2 separate regions of the Sus scrofa genome follow, and region 2 is linked to region 1. A link is a contact called in public Hi-C data. All regions are on one chromosome and are shown on one strand. The core of a region is the stretch at or near the end of the contact, and the rest is flanking DNA. Distances in the headings are between cores, read along the strand shown.

The links. Hi-C and Micro-C count contacts between places; a contact is called where the count stands out from the background.
Region 2: a contact with region 1 is called in a Hi-C map of omental adipose tissue, with 1.7 times the contacts expected there. The contact joins the enhancer-like site here to the promoter of TAS1R1 in region 1. A contact is called at or near these places in 1 of 5 promoter capture datasets (liver), 15 of 47 Hi-C or Micro-C datasets (blood, embryonic fibroblasts, fetal heart ventricle and 8 more) and 2 of 2 datasets of contacts at active chromatin or transcription factors (alveolar macrophages and skeletal muscle).

The regions. Positions count from the first base shown.
Region 1 is chr6:67,393,038-67,399,487 of Sscrofa11.1, reverse strand. TAS1R1 (taste receptor type 1 member 1) reads right to left here and starts at 3,015. Exons shown (of 6, transcript XM_013988748.2): 1 at 1,931-3,015. The coding sequence starts at 2,121. It overlaps NOL9 (polynucleotide 5'-hydroxyl-kinase NOL9), which reads left to right and starts at 3,046. Exons shown (of 12, transcript XM_003127541.5): 1 at 3,046-3,461; 2 at 4,925-5,144. The coding sequence starts at 3,090.
Region 2 is chr6:67,469,376-67,475,825 of Sscrofa11.1, reverse strand. DNAJC11 (dnaJ homolog subfamily C member 11) reads left to right here. Exons shown (of 14, transcript XR_002344878.1): 7 at 715-788; 8 at 4,061-4,250; 9 at 4,681-4,766; 10 at 5,036-5,152. Among named protein-coding and RNA genes, the nearest start is that of THAP3, 20 kb to the right of the region's middle. Within about 2 kb of position 3,490, at least 12 of the 83 cell types and tissues checked have an H3K27ac peak or open chromatin away from gene starts, as enhancers often do. A contact at or near this core is called in omental adipose tissue, where this site is marked.

The sequences.
Region 1 (6,450 bases), core at 1,766-4,265:
ATCTAGAGCTCATACAGACGGCAAGCAACTATCTGGCATGTGGAAGTTCCCCTACCAGGAATCGAACCCAAGCCACTGCAGCACCTCGAACCACTGCAGCGACACCACTGGGTCCTTAACCTACCGCACCATAAGGGAACTCCAAGCAACTATCTTCTTTATAAGAAAAGCAATTGTTTCTTTCTACCTAGACGCTCAACTTCATGAAAGCACCGACCTGATTTATCTTTGCTGAGCTCTGGAAAAATCTGCTGCTAGGTCCCCCACTTCCCTTCCCCTGAGAACCATACTTGCCCCCTGGGGGACTAAGGAGTGGGTACTGGGGGAGAAACCAGGGAGGAGCTGAAGCAGGCAAGGCCACCCTTGCTTAATCCCTGCCTTGTCTAGTTATGTCACAAAGCCAGGAAGCAAGTGGCATGGGATTATAACACAAAGGACTCTAACAGCCAGGTCAAAAGAATGTGTGACAAACTGGAAACTGGGAGTGTGTGCCAGGGACGGGTAGCCAGTGCCTGAAGGTGGAGACTGCAGGTTGGATAGAGGGTGGAGGCAGTTTAAATAGTAACCCAGGAGCTGCGGCTGTGGCAAGGGATCGGTTGTGTCTTGGGAGTGCTGGCACGTGGGTTCGATCCCCTGCCTGGCACAGTGGGTTAGGGATCCTGCATTGCCGCAGCTGCAGCTTAGTTCGGGGCTACGGTTTGGATCTGATCCCTGGCCCAGGAACTCCATATGCCATGGGGCAGCCAAAAAACAAAAAAACAAAAAACAGGGAGTTCCCATTGTGGTGCAGTGGAAACGAATCCAACTAGGAACCATGACGTTGCAGGTTTGATCCCTGGTCTCACTCAGTGGGTTAAGGATCCTGTGTTGCCTGAGCTGCAGGATAGGTCGCAGACGCGGCTCAGATCTGGCTGTGGTGTAGGCTGGCTGCTACAGCTCCGAATGGACCCTTAGCCTTGACAACTCCATATGCCATGGGTGCGGCCCTGAAAAGACCAAAAACCCCAAAGTAAAAAACAAAACCCCAATCCCACTCCTGGGCATCTATCCAGAGAAAACAACAACTCACAAAGACACATGTACTCCGATGTTTTCATTGCAGCACTATTTGCAATAGCCAAGACATGGAAACAACCTAAATGTCCATCGACAGAGGACTGGATCAAGAAGATGTGGTACATACACACAATGGAATATTACTCAGCCATTAAAAAGAACAAAATACCGGCATTTTTAGCAATATGGATGGACCTAGAAATCATCATGCTAAGTGAAGTCAGACAATGAGACACCAACATCAAATGCTTTGACTGACATGTGGAATCTGAAAAAAGGACACACTGCACTTCCTTGCAGAACAGATGCTGACTCACAGACACTGAAAAACTACGGTCTTGGAGTTCCCATTGTGGCACAGTGGTTAACGAATCCGACTAGGAACCATGAGGTTGCGGGTTCAGTCCCTGCCCTTGCTCAGTGGGTTAACGATCCGGCGTTGCCGTGAGCTGTGGTGTAGGTTGCAGACGCGGCTCGGATCCCACGTTGCTATGGCTCTGGCGTAGGCTGGCAGCTGATTCAACCCCTAGCCTGGGAACCTCCATATGCCGCGGGAGCGGCCCAAGAAATGGCAAAAAGACAAAACACAAAAACAAACAATAAAAAAACTACGGTCTCTGGAGGATACAGTTTGGGGGGTGGAGGGATGTGCTTGGGCTGTGGGATGGAAATCCTGTGAAATCAGATTGTTATGATCATTATACAACTACAGATCTGATAAATTCATTTGAGTAATAATAAAAAGAAACAAAACGAAACAAAAAAACCCCTCAAATAGTAACCCCAGAGGCAGAAGGTCTTGCTGAGGAGGGCTGGCAAAGACCCTGTAGGCACAGGGCCCCCTCGCTGACCGTTCCGTGGACCCCTCACTCACCTGTCACAGAAGGCCACTGTGGGTCTGCGCCTCGCCTCTGGGTGGTCACCGTGTAGAGGGAAGAGGCCAGCTACAAGGTAGTCCCCAGGGAGGCTGAAGTCAGGGGAGGACTCTGGGCCCTGGCAGCCCAAAGCCCAGCAGCAGGAGAGGGAGAGCTGCAGACCCAGCAGGCACGCCTCCCAGAGCAACATGCTGGCCAGACCGCCGCCCTGAGCCTGGCATGGCCGAGCGACGCCCTCCGACCAGGCTGGGCTGTTTAAATAGAAAGGTTGCAGCTGCCAGGATGCCTCCCAGCTTCATGCCTTTCAAAGGGGTGGGACAGGAGCCCGGTTGTAGGAACCCGGCTGTTGGCCTAGGCCTTCCGGGCTTGCGGTCCTCCTCAGGAACTGGGCAGAGTCAAGGCACAGGTGCAAGCCAGGTGGCACCCCCTGACCCTTCCTCTGGACGGTTGTGGGTTCTGTCCTTGCTCTGGTGCCTGTGGCCTCACCCAGCTCAGAAAGGGAGCCCCAGTATTCGGGTGGGGGAGGGGAAGGCTGGAACACAGTTGCGGGGGGGGGGGGGCGGCTGGGAACGGGGACCGTTCCATCAGGGAGCTGCAGACTTTAGAACCTCTTACCCGGGCCTCCGTTCACCACGTGAGACAAAGTTCTGCGTTGCTCCCTACCCCCACCCCAGTCCTCAGGATGCTTAAGTTGAAATTCTGAGTGAATCATCCTAGTTACGCCTGGTTTTACAGGCTTGCTGGCTACAACTCAAAAGACAAATGCATGCAAACAGAGGCTATGCAAATAGACCGGTTTTGTTTACAACGCCAAGCCTGGAGCTTTTTCTGCCAGGGGAAAAAAAAAAACCTTGGTGGATTTCCGGAGAGGTGGCCCTGGACTCGGGGTAACCGACTTCCGCCCCCGGGCGGCCAGATAAGATCTTTTGCATAATGTAAATGTCACCCTCGCTGGGACCGCCCGGCTAGGTGTCATCCAGGCGGCCCCTTCTCCGGTCGCCGGCGGGCGTGAGACTCCGAGGGGCCCGCCAAGGTCCGGGTGCGCTGCCGAGGCCGCCGGCAGAGAGCGCCCGTGGCTCCCAGCCGGCTTGACGGGCCGCGGGGCGGAGCGACGGGCTCTCTCGCGAGATTCGCCAGAGAGAGGCGCCGGGGACCAGCATGGCGGACTCAGTGCTGGTGCTCAAGCGGGGTTCCTCCCGCTCCACGTGGCTGCGGGCCCGCAAGGCCCGGTCCCAACTCATTCTCGGCCACCGGCCCCGCCGGCGGCTCAGGACTTTGCGTTGGTGCGGCCGAAGGCGGCTTCGGCGGCGGCTGCTGCATGCCCAGGCGGCCGGCGTGGACTGGCGGGAGGGCGGCTGCCTGGTGTCGCGCGCGGCGGCGCCCCGGAGGCCCAAGACCGCGGTCCCCAGGCCGGACCCCAGCCCAGACGTGGCCGCGGACCTGACCACAAGTTGTTCCGCCATCCTCTCCATCCCGCCAGTGCGGCCGGCCGGCCCGGGCCGTGCGTTGGTGCTGCTGCCGCTTGGGCAGGTGGGTCGCGCCGAGGGAGCCGGGCGGGCAGAGCGGGTGGAGGGGAGCCCCGGGAGCTGCTGACTGGCAGCTGCCGACTGGGAGAGACAGTATCCTTCTGCGGGTTCTCCGGCTGTAAGACGGGCGCATTCCTCGGGCGGTGGTGCTGAACCGAGGGTAACAAGGACCTCCCTAATTCTAGGTCTGCGGAGCTGGAGGGACTTAAAATAGAATAATAATTATAAGAATAGACCGCATTTACTGGGTGCTTTGGTATGCCGGGCCCTTAAGTGTTCTGAGTGTTTTGGGCATATGAACTCCGTTAACACTACCAGCTCTCTATGGAGTCATTACCACTAGGAATGTTTACAGAGAGGAAGAGTATAGCTTAGGTAACTTGGCAAAAAGTATACGTGGAGGCAGAGCCAACAGTCACATTCTGGCAGCCTCATGGCAGGGCCCCTGCTCTTCACCTGGACCTTGGTCTAGGCAGTCCCCCTCTATGCAGGAGGGAAGTAAAACCCTAAGAAAGGCAGAGGCTCTGCAGGCCTGGGCCTTTGTGAGGACAGAGAGCCGTGAGAACAGCAGAGCTGAGTTTGGGAGACCCCCTTGGGTCAGTGTTCACCAGCCTGTCCCGGAGTTCCTATTGTGGCTCAGCGGTAACGAATCTAACTAGTATCATGAGAACAGGTTTGATCCCTGTGTTTGCTCAGTGGGTTAAGGATCCAGCACTGCCGTGAGCTGAGGTGTAAGTGACAGTCTTGGCTAGGGTCCTTCATTGCTGTGGCTGTGGGTAGCCCAGCAGCTGCAGCTTAGATTTGACCCCTAGCTTGGGAACTTCCACGTGCCTTGGGTACAGCCCTAAAAAGAAAAACAAAAAAAAAAAAAAACAGACTCTCTGTCCCTATAGCTGCTGTAGGATATGATCATAGGTTTAAAATGTTAATTAGTTAAAATACTCTGTTAGTTGGAGTTCCATTGTGGCTCTTAACTGGACATAGTGTCCCTGAGGATGTGGGTTCCATCCCTGGCCTCTCTCAGTGGATTAAGGATCCAGTGTTGCCAGTAAGCTGCAGCTTAGGTTGCAGATTCGGCTTGGATCGGGCATTACTGCAGCTGTGGTGTAAGCCGGCAGCTGCAGCTCCAATTTGACCCCAAGTCTGGGAACCTCCATATGCCCCAGATGTGGCCCTAAAAAGAAAAAAAAGATAGTGATACTATTAGTTAAAAATACTACGTCTAGATACTCATATTGCAACAGAACAAAGGGTGGGGGGGAAATGTACACATGTAAAAATAACTTGATCCCCATGCTGTACAGCAGGTGGGGGGGGAATACTAGATAGTCACCTACAAGGTACTCTGTTACTAGAAATCAGCCGCCTTTTGATGTCTGCACAGCCAGTTAAGAACTTTGAAGTTTTTAGTTGTTAGTAACAGACTCTGTAACTTTCTTTCTCCCTTTCTTTTTTCTTTCCATCTAGAGCTTCATCTTTAGCGGGATCTGTCGTGTGACCTGCCTCTACGGTCAAGTGCAGGTGCTCGGTTTTAACATCAGCCAAGGCCAGCCCGCTCAGGACGTGTACTCCACCTATACGCACGCTCGCCTGACTGTCACCGCAGTTCACTACTCAGTGTCTGAGAAAAGCAAGAAGGAGATGAAAAGGGAAGCCCGGACTTTGCTCAAGTCGCATCTGAACCGAGGTAATGAAAAGAACTGAGTGATTTTCTGAGGATGTACCATATAATAAAGCTAATAATTTATGTCTTTTTGTCCTTTTTAGGGCCCCACCTGTGGCATGTGGAGGTTCCCAGGCTAGGGATCCAGTGGGAGCTGTAGCCGCCACCCTAGGCCACAGCCACAGCAGTGTGGGATCTGGGCCACGTCTGTGATCTACACCACAGCTCCTGGCAATGCTGGATCCTTAACCCGCTGAGCAAGGGCAGCGATTGAACCTGCGTCCTCATGGATGCTAGCTGGTCTTGCTAACCCCTGAGCCATGATGGAAACTTCTAAAGCTCATAATTTTTATTTTTTATTTTTTTTTAATTTTTTTAATTTTTTTATTTTTTATTTTTTTTTTGTCTTTTTTTTGTTGTTGTTGTTGTTGTTGTTGTTGCTATTTCTTGGGCCGCTTCCACGGCATATGGAGGTTCCCAGGCTAGGGGTTGAATCGGAGCTGTAGCCACTGACCTACGCCAGAGCCACAGCAACGCGGGATCCGAGCCGCGTCTGCAACCTACACCACAGCTCATGGCAACGCTGGATCCTTAACCCACTGAGCAAGGGCAGGGACCGAACCCGCAACCTCATGGTTCCTAGTCGGATTCGTTAACCACTGCGCCACGACGGGAACTCCTATTTTTTTTATTTTTTTGTCTTTTGTCTTTTTGTTGTTGTTGTTGTTGTTGCTGTTGTTGCTATTTCTTGGGCCGCTCCCGAGGCATATGGAGGTTCCCAGGCTAGGGGTTGAATCGGAGCTGTAGCCACCGGCCTACGCCAGAGCCACAGCAACGCAGGATCCGAGCCGCGTCTGCAACCTACACCACAGCTCACAGCAACGCCGGATCGTTAACCCACTGAGCAAGGGCAGGGACTGAACCCGCAACCTCATGGTTCCTAGTCGGATTCGTTAACCACTGCGCCACGACGGGAACTCCCTTCTTTTTTTTTTAAAGCTCATAATTTTTATATGTTTACTGTGACCTAGGCTTTGTATTCTTTCCTGTATTTATTTAAACCCTCGCCAGGGTCCTGAGAGAGAAACTATTGTTTTTTGTTTTTCTTTTATGATGTTTATTTTTTCTGTTAGAGTTGATTTACAGTGGAGAAACTATTGTTTTCACCATTTTACAGATGAGGAAAGTTGCCTGATGCCACAGGCTTTTATGTGGCAAACCTGGGGTGACTTCTCTACCCATGTGTTTTCCTGTTACGCAGTATGGCCCCCGAGAAAGGCTCTCAAACATAGTTCCTTTTCTCAAAAAGTTTGAATTTAGCAGAAGGGAG
Region 2 (6,450 bases), core at 2,241-4,740, 76 kb before region 1:
CAAGGCTGTACTTACACGTGTGGAACTGCTGGTGGGTTTAAGGTCAGATCCATGAGAGCCATCTCCAGTCACCTGTGAGACCTGCAGACAGGGAAGCAGAGCAGGTGACAATGCACAGAAGCCAGCACCATGGGATGGGGCACCTGACTGCAGCAGGTGCCCTGCAGGTGGCACACAGGGAGGGAGACCGTGGGCGAGCAGTGCCTGTGGAAGGTCTCCTCTCGGAACGCCGCTGAAAACTGCCTCTTCGGGGTCTGTCTGGCAAGGGTTAAGATGAGGTATTAAGAACCTCCCCATCCTGGAGTTCCCGTCATGGCTCAATGGTTAACAAATCCCGCTAGGAACCATGAGGTCATGGGTTCGATCCCTGGCCTCGCTCAGTGGGTTAAGGATCTGGCGTTGCCGTGAGCTGTGGTGTAGGTCGCAGACGAGGCTCGGATCTGGCGTTGCTGTGGCTGTGGTGTAGGCCAGTGGCTACAGCTCCGATTAGACCCCTAGCCTGGGAATCTCCATATTCCATGGGTGGGGCCCTAAAAAGGACAAAGAAAAAAAAAAGAAAGAATCTCCCCGCCCCTCCCTGGAGAGCTCTGGCAAGGGCGGATGGCTTTGAACTCGGTAAAGGGGTAAAGGGATTCTCACCAGAGACGCTTCCCTGAGACCTGGGCTGCTGCCGTGAGATAAAACACCATTAATACTTTTTTCTTTTTTGAACAGTTAGAATTCGGAGCTGGGGATCTGCAGGGACCTTTATTTGGCCTGAAGCTGTTCCGTAATCTCACACCAAGATGGTAAATATCAAGAGATCCAGGCTCTTTGCTGGTCTTTGTGGATTTAGGAGACCAGACCCTGTGTTCTTTTTGTCAGGGTCATCTGGACTTACTGTGTGTGTCCTGCAAGGTCCCTCGGGGCAGACCCAGCAGTGCCAGCGCAGAGCCTAGGCGGCGTGCTTGTTGCAAGAGCACCAGGTTGAGGGGGCATTCCCTGGTGGTCCCGTGGTTAGGATTCGGTGCCTTCACGGCCCAGGCTCAGTCGCTGGTCTTGGGAACTGAGATCCTGCATCAAGCCTCTCCACACTGGAGGCAAAAACAAGACCAAAAAGACAAAAAAAGAAAAAGCTCTGGATTGGGGGTGGGGTGGACCCTGCTGCTTGTCTCAGCCCAGGGCCAGCCTCCTGGCCGTGACCTCAGTTTCCTCGTCCCTGGGGTGAGTCCCCTTCCCTGCTCGGTCCCCAAGGGCCGAAAGGCCCGTGACGCACTGGAGGAACACACCTTCGTAGGGCAGTTGCTCAGGGTCTGGAATGTGTGTGGACTTGTGGGTCATTTCTTTGTCCCAGAGAATGTGTTTTAAGTTGGGAAAGGGGGCTTCTTTAGGAAGGGAGGCAGCATGTCTGGTTATCAAATGGATCTGTTAGGCCAGAGCTTTAAACCCCACCAGCCTCTGCTCGCCTTCTTCTCTGCTCTTGCAGTGACGTCACTCTCCTAGGACTGTCCCTTCTAGAACCACAGAAGTGTCCTTACTTTCCACTCGGGGTACCTGTGTGAGCTCATGTAAAAAAGAATTGGGTAGAAGGTCAAAACTCTTCCCCCTGGGGGATAGAACACAGCTGCAGGAGTCCTGGAATGGAGCAGATGCTTGAAAAGGAGGGCCTGTCACTTCGGGTTGGATGGGCGCCTGTGTGCCGGACAGGTTCTGCCGGGAGGCCCAGCCTGCCCTCCAGCCCTGGAGTCAAAGCGGGTTTGCAGGGCGGTCCCACAGACAGGTAAGAAGTGTGGAGAGAAAGAGGGCATGGCTTCTGGGAGCCCATGGAGGGAGCACAGCCGAGCAGAGGCCCGGAAGTAGGCAGAAGAGACACCCTAGCACTAGGGTCACCCGTGCGCAGTTAGAACACGGCTCCTCGGCCTCTGCTCTTGGACTCAGTGGTCTGGGAAAGGACAAGGATTTAGGCTTTGAACCGGAACATGTCAGCGTTCTCTTTACCTTGTCTGCTTACAGTTGTCACCTTCCATGCTTCCGACTGAAAGCATGGACTCCTGCCTGACACCAGCCCTCTCTCAGGTCCTCTGAGAGAGGGGCCTAGAGGAATCTGTAGTTTAAAAGAGAGGAGGGGAGTTCCCGCTGTGGCGCAGTGGTTAACGAATCCGACTAGGAACCATGAGGTTGCAAGTTTGATCCCTGGCCTCGCTCAGTGGGTTAAGGATTCGGCGTTGCTGTGAGCTGTGTTGTAGGTGGCAGATGCAGCTCGGATCCTGTGTTGCTGTGGCTCTGGTGTAGGCCAGTGGCTACAGCTCTGATTTGACCCCTAGCCCGGGAATCTCCATATGCCATGGGAGCAGCCTTAGAAAAGGCAAAAAGACAAAAAAAAAAAAAACAAAACACGTCTGTGGTTTTAGCAGACAGCTCCAGTCATCCTGAACATCAGACATGTTTAGAAGACACTCAATTGAGGAAAACCCGTGGACAGTTTCATGTGGTGGCGCCTCAAAGTGTCTGTCCATCAAGTGGCCACCTGGTCTATAGGTGTGGCCAGTCAGCAGCTTTTGCAGGTCTGGAAATTGCATTTCATCAAAGCACCCAGTTTATCAGACTTGAGAGTACAGATTTATTAAAAGGATGCCAGCTTATTAATGTACAGTGTCTGCTTGTCCAGGGGGCCCTGTTCCCAGTTACCAATCCAAACTAGTGATCAGAAGGTTAGCTGGTGAAGAGTTCCCATCATGGCTCAGTGATACTGAACCCAACTAGTATCCATGAGGACGTGGGTTCGATCCCTGGCCTCATTGCTGTGAGCTGTGGAGTAGGTCACAGACACGACTTGGATCCTGTGTTGCTGTGGCTGTGGTGTAGGCTGGCAGCTGCAGCTCCAATTGGACCCCTAGCCTGGGGACTTCCATATGCTGCTGGTGTGGCCCTATAAAGCAAAAAAAAGGGCGGGGGGTGCAGGTGTGAAACCCGCAGGCAGGCTGCCCGTGTGAAGCCCCCCTCTCCCCTGGCTCTGCCCATCTTGCTGATCTCCCCAGAGCCCCTCTCTCTCGGGCCCGTTCCATAAAAATACTACATCACATAACTTTGAATAAACAGCGGTCTCATTCTCTGCATTTTGATTCTTTCACATGTCACTGGGCAGCATCTCAGGGTGACTTTTATCTCCTCTCCCTGTTTGCCCTCTGACCCTGGGGGGCTCAGCAGAGGAATGTGGTCCGCAGGGAAGTGGGGGCTGCAGAGAGCACGGAGTTGAGTCCTGATTGGTCTGGCCCGGGGGAGGTATGTGAGTACCGGGGCCACTGTCATCAGAGGTACCCCATGTACTGTTATTTCAGTGGCAAAAGCGGGGCCTCCAGAGCTTAGGAAGGAGAATGACCTGGTCACTGCAGGCCAGCCGTTTGCTTTTAACTCCTGAGTGAAGCACCGAGATTCCTTTGTCATGGACATGAAATACCCTTTCTTTACCAGAAGAGGGGGCTGACTCCCTTGGAAGCAAACTTCAGAGGCCTTTCTGGGAACTGGTTCACTCTGGCTTTGGCGTGGCTTCCGTCAGTCCTGTGCAGCCTGTGCTGATGCCTGGCCTCCACCCAGAAGCATGCCTTCGTTGGGCTGGGCTGGGCCCTGGGTTAGGAGTTCTCAGTCATGGCTGCACGTGAGCCTCACCTGGGCAGCTTTGACCACGTCAGACTCTGACTCCACACTTCTGCCTCCCGCCTGGAGGTCAGAATGGCTGGAGCGGAGCCAGCACTTGGTACCTTCGGATGAGCCAGGTGTTTGCAGAGGGCGACCCGGCTTGGGAACCTCGCAGGTGGTTCCGACTTCCAGCAGGGTTGGACCTGCTGGTTTAGGAGCACAGACAGCAGGTGCCTCTGGTTGTAGCTGAAGTTGGAGTGGGACGGGGTGGGGAGTGCAGCTCAGAGGCAGGATTACCTGGACACGGCCCCATGGAGGGGGCTCGGGCCCCCGCCTGCCTTTTGGAGAGCCAGCCCAGGGAGGCATGGGGGGTGGCGGAGAGGAAGGGGCCGAGCCCAGCCGAGAGCAGGTGTCAGCCAGGACCATTTCTCTCTGTGTCCCCCAGCTTCGTGACGACGAACTGTGCTCTGCAGTTCTCGTCGCGCGGCATCCGGCCCGGCCTCACCACCGTCCTGGCTCGGAACCTGGACAAGAACACCGTGGGCTACCTGCAGTGGCGCTGGGGCATCCAGTCAGCCATGAACACCAGCATCGTACGGGACACCAAAACCAGCCACTTCACCGTGGCGCTGCAAGTGAGGATGGCCCCTCCCCACCCCTGGGAGCCCTTGACAGCCCTCCCCCCGCTCACCCCAAGTCCCAGCACCCGTGGGACCTCGGGGCAGGTTCTGCTCCCCCGCCCTCAGGCGTTGAAATACTGTTGTTCTCAGGCCCCCAGGGGAGCTGGGTCCCTTCTGTCCTAAAGCAAAGGGCTTTCCCCCATTTCTTGTGGGAGAGGCCCTGGTCGGTCAGGGAGCCCACGGCCGTCCTGCGGGCAGGGGCCGGGTGGGGTCGGGGGGCACCTCAGCCAGCAGCTGCTGCCTGAAAGGACGCAGGCTCGGTGTGCAGGGGTTTGTTTTTCCTGGGTGTTTGTGGGGAAGCTCCCGGGTTTTCACACACTCGGGGAGGCTGTGCAGCGCGGCCCGCTCGCCTCAGCCCCGCTGCCCTCCTGCACTGCCTCCCCAGCTCGGAATCCCTCACTCCTTCGCACTGATCAGTTATCAGCACAAGTTCCAGGATGACGACCAGACCCGAGTCAAAGGCTCCCTCAAGTGAGTCCCGGCCCGGGTGATGGGGGGCTCCTGCTCGTGTTCTTGCTCATGTCGGTCACGTGGCCCTGACCTGTCAGCCCTGTCCTTGAACGGGGGCTGGTGGCAGAGCTGCACCACTGCTGTCTGGACGGTTCTCTTCCTTGACCGAGGGCGTTGGTCGTGAATCTTGGGGGCGGGGAGGGGCTCTGTCCGTGACAGTTTGCTGCTGGTGACCGGGAGGGGTGGGGAGCTGAGGGGCCCTGCTCGCTCACTGCAGCCTGCTCCTGCAGGGCAGGCTTCTTCGGGACGGTGGTGGAGTACGGAGCGGAGAGGAAGATCTCCAGGCACAGTGTCTTAGGGGCAGTGGTCAGCGTTGGAGTCCCCCAGGGCGTCTCTCTCAAAGTCAAGTATGTTGAATTCAGCTCTTTCTGGCCCCTCATAGGCTTCCTGGGCTCCCCCTGCGTTAAGGAAGAGACTCTGCTTGGTAATTCTGTCCGTAAGGACACAGTCGCTCTGTCGTGGGCCAGGGTCCAGCTGCCGGACATTCAGTCAGTGCTGTCTGAGTCTGTGCTCCAAGGACTTGCATGAGCCCCACTGGCCTGGCCCTTCCTTCTCTCTGCCTCCCCGATGGCCCCAGACAAACAGCCCTGGTGCCAGCTTCGCACACGGCTCAGCACCGGTTGCAGCAGTTCACAGGGTCACAGGTGCAGCAGCATGGGCATCAGTGCAGGCAGCGCTGCTTCCCCTTCCAGACCCTTCCCTCTGTCCCCCACTGCAGTGGCCGGCCGGCTTGCCTCTGGCTTCGCTGGCTGGGTGCTTCTAGGTGGAGGCCACATGTAGGGCCCGGTCCTTGTCTGCTGAGACACACCCCCGGTGGCTCGACCCAGCCTCCCGGCTTTAAATCCTGTCCGGCTCTGATGACGCTCACGTGTCCAGCTCCGGCCTGGCCCTCCGCGCAGGTTTCCAGCTCACGTTACCCATCTTCCTTTTCCCGTCCTCTCAGATCTCACAGCATCTCAGGTGTCATATCTCAGCCCCGTCCTCCCCCACCCGCGGCCACACATCCCACAAAACCTGCTCTGCCTGGAGCTCCGTCCCCCACTGGTTCTGACAAAAACCCTGGCGTTAGCCTGCATCGCCCTTCGCCACCCTCTGAATTTAATGTGTCTCGGCTATCTCTGCTCCTCTGAAAGCATATCGTGAATCCGGCCATTTCTCAGAAGCTCTGCGGCCACCAACTCGTGTCTGAGCTCTGGTGTCCTTTTGGCTGATGTCCTTCACCCTTGGGACACTGCCCTCCACAGTCAGGCTGATACAATCGGAGTCGGTGCATGGCAGCCTCTGCTTACAGCCCTTGGTGCCCCTCAATTCAGGCAAAAGCCAGAGTCCTCGGGACCTCCCTGCTTCAGCCCTTCGCTGTCCTCTGTGCCCTCCTCCCTCCGCTCCAGCCAGGCTGCTCCTGCTTCGGACTCGGCACCTGCCGGCTCTCAGTCCCCAGGTGACCACACTGCCAACTCCAGTTCCCCCCAGGCGCTGCCCACACATCCCCTAATTCCTAAAGCCATCTCTCATCGCCCCGTAAAAAGAGAGTGGCCCTCACATTCCCCAGGTGTCCCTCTCCCTGTCCCCCAGCACCCCCGCCAGCTGACAGGCCATCCATGTCCCCCTGCCCTCATCAGAAGCTCTTTAATGCAGTCAGCTCCCT